Linked DNA regions of Gossypium hirsutum: region 2 is linked to region 1. Evidence: chromatin contacts called from public Hi-C data. All regions are on one chromosome and are shown on one strand. Each heading gives the region's core, a stretch centred on a gene start, on an enhancer-like site or on the middle of the called end of the contact. The rest is flanking DNA. Distances are from core to core; before and after follow the strand shown.

Region 1 (3,701 bases), core at 1,168-3,667:
ATCAACTCTTATGTTACATGACTCACAAAAATATTGGTTATCGCCATGTAACTCTTCCACACTCAGGTAATCAGTTAAACTCTCCTCAAGAGTTTTGAGGCCCTTGACATTTAACTCAAGCTCATAAAAATCTTCCATCTTTGAAGAAGCTTCAGAATCTTTGCCACATCTTGAGCACCTATGCATGAAGGATAATACATAAATCTAAAATAAAATACATTCTTCTACAAATTGCTACAGCAAAACTACCAAGACACTAACAAATAACCTCACAATGAAAAGTGGTTGCAACTAGTAGATGATTGAAATGTTTACATGAGGCAGCTGCTATAATACTGGAGGTTTGTACTAGTAGATGCCTAATGCTAGCTCAAGCATGACAGAAACCTAGACTAAAAGCAAGCTGACATTGAAGGAATTATTTGAAATAAGGCAACAAGAAAAGAGCATTCGTGGAGGAATAATCCACTTCTGAACAAATGTAAGCAAGTGGTAGTATTAAATGGCACAATGATATCTCTTGAAAGCTTCCAGAGTGCACTAAAATTTTTCCCTTGATATTGAAGAGTGGGTTTTCTTTACCTCTCAGTTTTCCTCCCTTTTAGGTTAATTAGTTCTTTTTTCTTAAAAGTCAATCACAATTCGTTATTTAGTTATATTAGAGGCAGGCATCAAGGTTTGAATCATATATGACCATCTTATAAGTCTCCAAAACATATCAAACCAAGTAAAAGAATAAATATAGCAATAATGCCAAATGCAAAATAGAAAATCATAATTTGCAAACTAGCACTGATGAGATTGATCTTACGTTGTAACATGAGATACACTTCCTCGAAAGAGATCTTGAACAATTGTCCTCGCTTTGGAAACTTGAGAATCACTTAGACAACGCTCAAGCAAAGAAAAAAGTAAGGTCAGAAATTCATGGCTATCCTGTTGAACTCCATTATCTAACTCGAGTGTTTTTATAAAAGGGGCAGAGTCAATGAAAGCCATTTTACTAGCATGCAACTGCGCAAAAAGTCGTGCAAGTTGATCTAAGACAGGATGTCGGTTCAAAACATCAGGTTCAACAGAGAAAACACCTTGTCGAAATGATTTGTTCATGTACAAGCACTGTAAAATGCTGTTAGCATAGCATGTTGCCCCCAGATTCGTAAGACCTGCAGGTGAGTAAGCAGAAGCACGGAGATCTTTACATGGATCTGGACCAAGAGCTTGAATAATATCCGACATTTTCTGCCATAAGCCAGCTTTCCGACTGCCATTAGGAGGTGGAATCAACCCACAAAAACAATTCGGGTCGTCCTTAGTATTCACACGACAGCCTTGACAAACCGGTTTTGTGATCATGTACAGCTGATTTACATCATCATCAGTTATTTCACCTGTCAGGTGAATTTTCCTGCACAAGGGGAAGAAAGATTCAAAAAGAACACCAATATAAAGCTTAGCAGCTTCCCAAGCACCCCCGTGAGGAAAAAGAACAAATAAAATATTACTGAGTCTTAAATAAAAAATAGCTAGTACCTTAATATTTCAGTAGTTGTATCATCATTCTCCACCTGTCTGTGTCTTTTATTTTTACTACGGGTTGTTGGTCGGCTCATTTTATCATTGACCGACCCTGCTGTGGGCACAAAAATGAGATTAGGTCATATAATGTTGTTTAAGGAATAAAAGGCAAAATTGCAAGTTTAATTGAGAGTTTCAGGCTCTGAGCATGAGCATTAAATCCATCCTCATAAAGGACCAAATAGAATCAATTATCCTCGGAAAGAGCCAATCTTAGGACAGCACCCAGCATATATTTGTTAGCAAACGGTCTCCCGGCCGCTATTTCGCCGTCCCACACAGCTAAAAACCTCAATACCGGTGTGAACAAATTTCACGTCAATAGCGGCGGATCACGGCCACCAATAGCAGAGTAACGGGAAATAGCGGAGTCGCTAAATCGATACCTTTCAAAAAAAGTTCTTCTCACCGAAGTAAACAGGGAGAGAATATGATGAGACAGAGTAACGAGGAGTAGGATCGAAAACAAAAAAAAAATCAAATATAGCAGAGTGATGCAGAGGCAGAGGCAGAGACCAGAGAACACAAACCGAGCCATACCACAAAATCGGATAACTCGGAGTTGAAATCAATCTTCAAGTTAAGTTTAGGGTTTCGAAAATTACCTTGTTTAATTTTCTGGTCTTTAGCTAGGTTGCCGGAAACTTGAAGGCAAGAGAAGAAGGAGACTGGAGGCGGCGGAGGAGGCGGAGGGACGGGGGCAAAATGGGAGGGAGAGAAGACGAGGCTGGGACAGAGTGGTGGTGAGAGGCTTGTTTGGCGGGGGATGTGAAGAGAGTGGGTCGGGAATTTTTCAAGGAAATTTCGGGGAAAAAAAATCTTTTTTGATTTGTAATTTTATTTGAAGAAAATACTAACAATTAGAAGTTAAATTTATATAATTTTGATGTAATTAGAACAGTCACTTGGGCTGTTTTAAATATGGTTAATTTAAGTTTGGTTAATTCCAGTTTTGAAATTCAAGTTATTTTTTAATTATTTAAGTAAATTTTAAATTTGAATTATTTTAATTTCGAGCCAATTTTATTTTAATTATTTCGGCTTTTCTATTTTTTTCAAATAATAATTATTTCATATTTAATAATTTAAGTTTAAATTTAATACACATCATATTGAGTGAGATAATTTTATATTTAAGTTATTTATATGTTTTAGGTTTGAGGAATGATGTATAAAGTTTTTTTTAATTTTAAAATAAAATTACATTAAATTTAAATAACTTATATAATCGGCTTAAATTTATTATAAAATTTATAATTATTAGAATTTTTTTAAGAAAATATTATAAATTATTATAAATTTAAATTGATTGACTTATAATATATAAAATCATAAAAAATCATTTTCAATTGTTATTTTATTTAGTTTATTTTAAATTCTCAATATAAATATTTTATTGTTAATGATATTTTTAATTTCTATTTCTATTTTTATTATTAATAACATCATTTAATTCAAAATTTGTGGACAACCATAAATTAACTAAACTTTTAGGATTTAAATCACCTATAAAAATTAAGGCTCCATTTGTTTCACTGAAAATGGCTTTAGGAAAATGACTTATATTTCTAGAAAAACTAATATTTTCTAGTATTTGGACGAATTTGTGTAAAATATTTTCTGTTATTTGTCAGATTTCTTGAAAATATTTCATAAAAGTTGTTTTCAATTAAACAAATATACATTTAAGATTTTCTTATATTTTCATTGTTTAATTGAGTTTATTTTATATCTATAAATTTATATTTTACATTGTTATTGCATATATTAATAGATATAATATAATATACAAATATATCAAATTAAATATATAATATTACTTAATTATTAAGCTAGAACACTAACATACATAAATTGAAAACAATCAAAGCGAATAAATGATTCCTGATTGTATTATAAAGACACAAAAAAAACAAAGATTAAAAATACTAAATTTGCTTCCAAACCATAATTAGTACTATATAACATTAAATTAATAATATTACCCGAGTGCATAATTAGTAGTACACCACATTATAACTAAAACATTTGTTTGAATAATAATAAATTAGCTTCAAAAAAAAAGTAGAACAAAAATTAAATAAAAGCTAATTTATTATTATTCAATTAGTAAAGTAAAGGGG
Region 2 (4,266 bases), core at 329-2,828, 160 kb after region 1:
TAAAAAATTTAAATAAATGATTATTGATTTCTAAATTTCTTTTGAAAACATAACAAGTATAATACAATTACGCCATGCTTGGTTGGGGAATAGAATAGCAGTCTCCCCTTATTCAATAAAGGGTAAATTATTTATTTGTTTAGTTAAACGTAATACTCATTTCATATTCTTTGTCCTCCCGTAATAGTTATTATTTGGTATCGTTAAAGAATAGTTATTTCATACAACATTGAATAATTAACAAAATTAATTTTTAGATTTATCCTTTAAATTTTGGACTCAGAAAAATATAAAAATAAAATGTTCGAAATATTTTAATGTAATTTAATATAAAATAATTATATTAAGAATGTTATTAAATTATATAATATTATTTTTATTAAATTATATTTAATAATAATCATATTAAATTTTAATAACAATAACAATAATCATTTAACTAAAAATATTTTGTTAAAAGTTCTCCGATCGTTTCAACTTTTTTTCTTTATGCTTTTATAATATCTATTCTATTCAACCAAACACCATAATAATATTACAGTTCTATTCCATTCAATAGAACAATTGAATTATTGATTACAACTTTATTTCATTCTAACTCTATTCCATTACAGTAAACCAAACGTGCCATTAAAGTATAACTATAAGTTCAAGTAACCACAAGTATCAAACTGTTACAAATGGATTACCTTAGTAGTCACAATGCAGAATTAAATCATTACATCAAAAACAAATTAAAAGCTAATATAATTTACATTAAAATCAACAAATTAACTGAACTAACTGAATTAAAATCTACTTATAACAATCGCACATGATAAGATTTAGAGATCTACACATATAATTGTGCACGATTCTCGAATCTGGATACTGAAAACCAAGGACCTCTCTTGATTGGTAATTTTTAATTTTATATTAGTAAGTACTTATTTTACATTTCAGATTGTTTTTTTTTTTAATTTTGCAATGGGTGCAATCTTTTTATGGGCTGAATACTAGTTTTAAGCCATATAACAAGCAAGGATAGAATGGACCCAATACTGTTTTGGACTGGATCTCATATGATGAAATAGACCCTCCAAAATCTGGGATAATATAATGGTTAATTCCATCATATGACCTCAGGCTATTGCTTATATTCTAAATTAATCCTTAAATTTTAAAATGTTTTAATATTGTAGCTTAGCTATAAAATTAGGAATTGAATGTCAATTGGAGTCTGATGTGAGGATATTTAGAGATAATTTCGATCTAATTTGTTAAAAAAATAGATAGTGTCAATAAAATTTAAGAGGACTATTATATATAAATATGTTAAATTCAAATTGTTCTTGAAATAGGTACACATATTTACAATTTGATCTTCTATTTTAAAATTCCTTTAAAGTAGATTTGAGCTGACATATAATGGTAAATGTAATAATTAGACTGACAGAATGACTTGATTAATAGGATACTTATACATTGAGGATTCAATTAAAATATTTTAAAATTTAAAGACTAATTTAAAATTTTAGTCATAATTTGAGGAAGTTTAATGGAATTAACCCAAATATAAAAACACCCTTATGAAAGCAAGGGTAGTAGCCATTGAACAGAATACTAAAAAAAATCCCTAAAAATCAAAAAGCCGAAGCAGCTGATTTCGCTACCGCTACTGCTATTGCTTCTGCTTTGGCGCAGTTCACCAGGGTGAGCTTCAGATCTCTCTATCTTTTCGCTCTTCCTTCTCTAAATATCGTCAGGAATTGCAAATTAATTTGATTTTCAAGTTTCTTTTATATTTTCTGAATCTTGATTTGGTTTGTTTGATATATATACATACATATAAAATCTGGGAACACCCTTTTTCTGGTTGATTTGTTGGGTGTTGAATTGAAACATGAATGACGTGAGAATTATTTCGTAGGTTTCTTTTGAACCCCCCCCCCCAAAAAAAAAAAACACACACGATGTCTCGCGTGTACGTGGGTAACCTAGACCCACGAGTTTCGGAGCGGGATCTTGAAGATGAGTTTCGTGTCTTTGGAGTTATTCGGAGGTATAACCTTGTTTGCTCTCTTGCTTTTAACATGATTCGGGTTTTCATAATACTCCAAATGCTGACCTTTTCATTTGATGTTCTTTCTTTTCCCGCCCTTAGTGTATGGGTTGCTCGGAGGCCTCCTGGTTATGCTTTCATTGACTTTGATGATCACAGAGATGCTGAGGATGCCATTCGTGAATTAGATGGTATTCCAACAATTTCTTCTTTTTTATGAAGATGACATTTATTGCATCCTAAATGTTTTGTCTAGTTACCTGTGAATACTAGCCTTTCATGTAATAAAAGATAACACATTGGTTATGGGGTTTCTCTTTCCTAATTGATAAGAAAGATTTATAATGAAAATTATAATTTTGGTACGCCCCTTGAAGTCTATGTTTATTCAGAATCAGATGAGCTTTACAAAGAACATATTTTTCCATGTCCGCATCTTCATGTCTATTTTGTGGAGGAAGTTTGTTTATGCTGTTAGATCACAAACTATGTTGCAAATGTTGCCCATATTTGCTCAAGACCTTTGGTCTTTACCCTGACCAAATAAAATATGTAATTGGCTTTTTTTTCCCTATACAATTTGTTTTTCTATTGTTCTTGACTGTTTAGTTTTATATTAATGCGGCAGTCTGTAAAATTTGTTGGCAGGATCATAGTGTTTATCTCTTTCATCCATCTAAAAGCAAGCCCCTGTTTTCTTTTTCATAATGGCATCTTTAATGAGCATGAGTTTAGTTTGAGAGTCGCAATCTATTCCCTGTATTTGGAACAGGCAAGAATGGCTGGAGAGTTGAGCTTTCTCATAACTCTAGAGGCAGAGGTGGACGTGGAGGCGGAGGTGGTGGTGGTGGCGGTGGCGGTCGTGGACGCTCTGGTGGTTCTGATTTGAAGTGCTATGAATGTGGTGAGCCTGGTCATTTTGCTCGAGAATGCCGCACACGTGGTGGTTCTGGAAGACATCGCAGCCGCAGCCCTAGATATCGTAGGAGCCCAAGCTATGGTCGCAGGTAAGGCCTCCTATGCTAACATTGATTATCTTTTGATTATCTTTATGATTGATTGAAGTCTGTTATCTGTATGTGATTGGATGACACTTAGCAATTTGATGCAGAAGCTACAGTCCTCGTGGACGGTCCCCAAGACGCCGCAGTCTCTCTCCGCGTGGGCGTAACTACAGCAAGTCTCCCCAATACCGCGGTCGCGAGGAAGTGCCATATGCTAATGGGTGAAGATCCTTAAACTTTATACAAGAGCTGAATGGGCCTTGTAGTAATCTTTTTCATCAATAAACTTCATACTAGGAACCGGTTGAGATTTTGTTATCCGTCCTTTGCCCTATACATTTGATCATGCTTACTGCCATGCTTGTCTTAATTTACTTTTGCATTGTGTGGCCTTTTGCTTTATGATATATGAGCATGAAATATTTCTACTGAATTTGGTGCAGAAATGGTGTAAGGGACCGCCATCGCAGCAGGAGCTAAGTACCACAAGGATGTAGCTTTTATGTGAGGAGACTGAGATCAAGAATGTTTAGTTTGTTTGGACTTCAGTGCTACTGTTTTTAATTGGGCAACGCCCTCAGCCTCTTGGATTTGGATAAGTTCGTTTCCGTTTTTCTACATTCTACGTTGGTTTTCTTTGCTTTATATATGCTATATAGTCCTTTCTGTTAGGAAAGAAGAAGCTTAAGATGATGTCTATAAATTTTGTTGAGAAATCATTCCAAGAACTCTGCTAAAAATTCATGCTTTTTTTTTCTTTTTCTTTTTGTGTTGAGGTGTTTTCTGGGTCTGCCTCAGTGTTTTTCTGCTTCTACACTCCCCCGGGATTTACTTCTTTGCTGGCTGGCTATGGGATCTTCAATACTAGATGATTGTGGGTCCCATTTGGCATCATCTCTATTTGGCTATTTGCTATTGTTTGAAACTTTGAATGAATCTCTCTCTCCAGCTCTGATGCAACTTCACTCAAACTCTAGTGGCATTTCTTAACTTTTTATCTTTAAAGGATTGAGGAGCTGCTTCAAATGCTTCTGGCAGGTACTTATATCTGTTCCACAGAAGTTGATATGTTTTAATGTCCTTAAAACATCTAATAATTTCTTTGCAAACTTTTAAAAGAGACAACAAAAAGAATTAGAATGTTACAAGGATGGATACTTTCTGCTTTTTTCAACATAAAGAATAAGTTGGGAGTTCTCTACTTGAGTTTGAAAGTTGGGA

Evidence for each region. A called contact is a pair of places that touch in the nucleus more often than the background predicts.
Region 2: a contact with region 1 is called in a Hi-C map of leaf, with 2.7 times the contacts expected there. The contact joins the promoter of LOC107893476 here to the promoter of LOC107893490 in region 1.

Annotation. Positions count from the first base shown.
Region 1 is chrA13:105,467,162-105,470,862 of Gossypium_hirsutum_v2.1, forward strand. It overlaps LOC107893490 (ubiquitin carboxyl-terminal hydrolase 26), which reads right to left and starts at 2,418. Exons shown (of 15, transcript XM_041085576.1): 1 at 2,184-2,418; 2 at 1,534-1,630; 3 at 812-1,408; 4 at 1-178. The coding sequence starts at 1,613.
Region 2 is chrA13:105,630,237-105,634,502 of Gossypium_hirsutum_v2.1, forward strand. LOC107893476 (serine/arginine-rich splicing factor RSZ22) reads left to right here and starts at 1,579. Exons shown (of 6, transcript XM_016818479.2): 1 at 1,579-1,692; 2 at 1,910-2,041; 3 at 2,144-2,232; 4 at 2,814-3,048; 5 at 3,153-3,266; 6 at 3,489-3,785. The coding sequence starts at 1,953. The coding sequence ends at 3,525.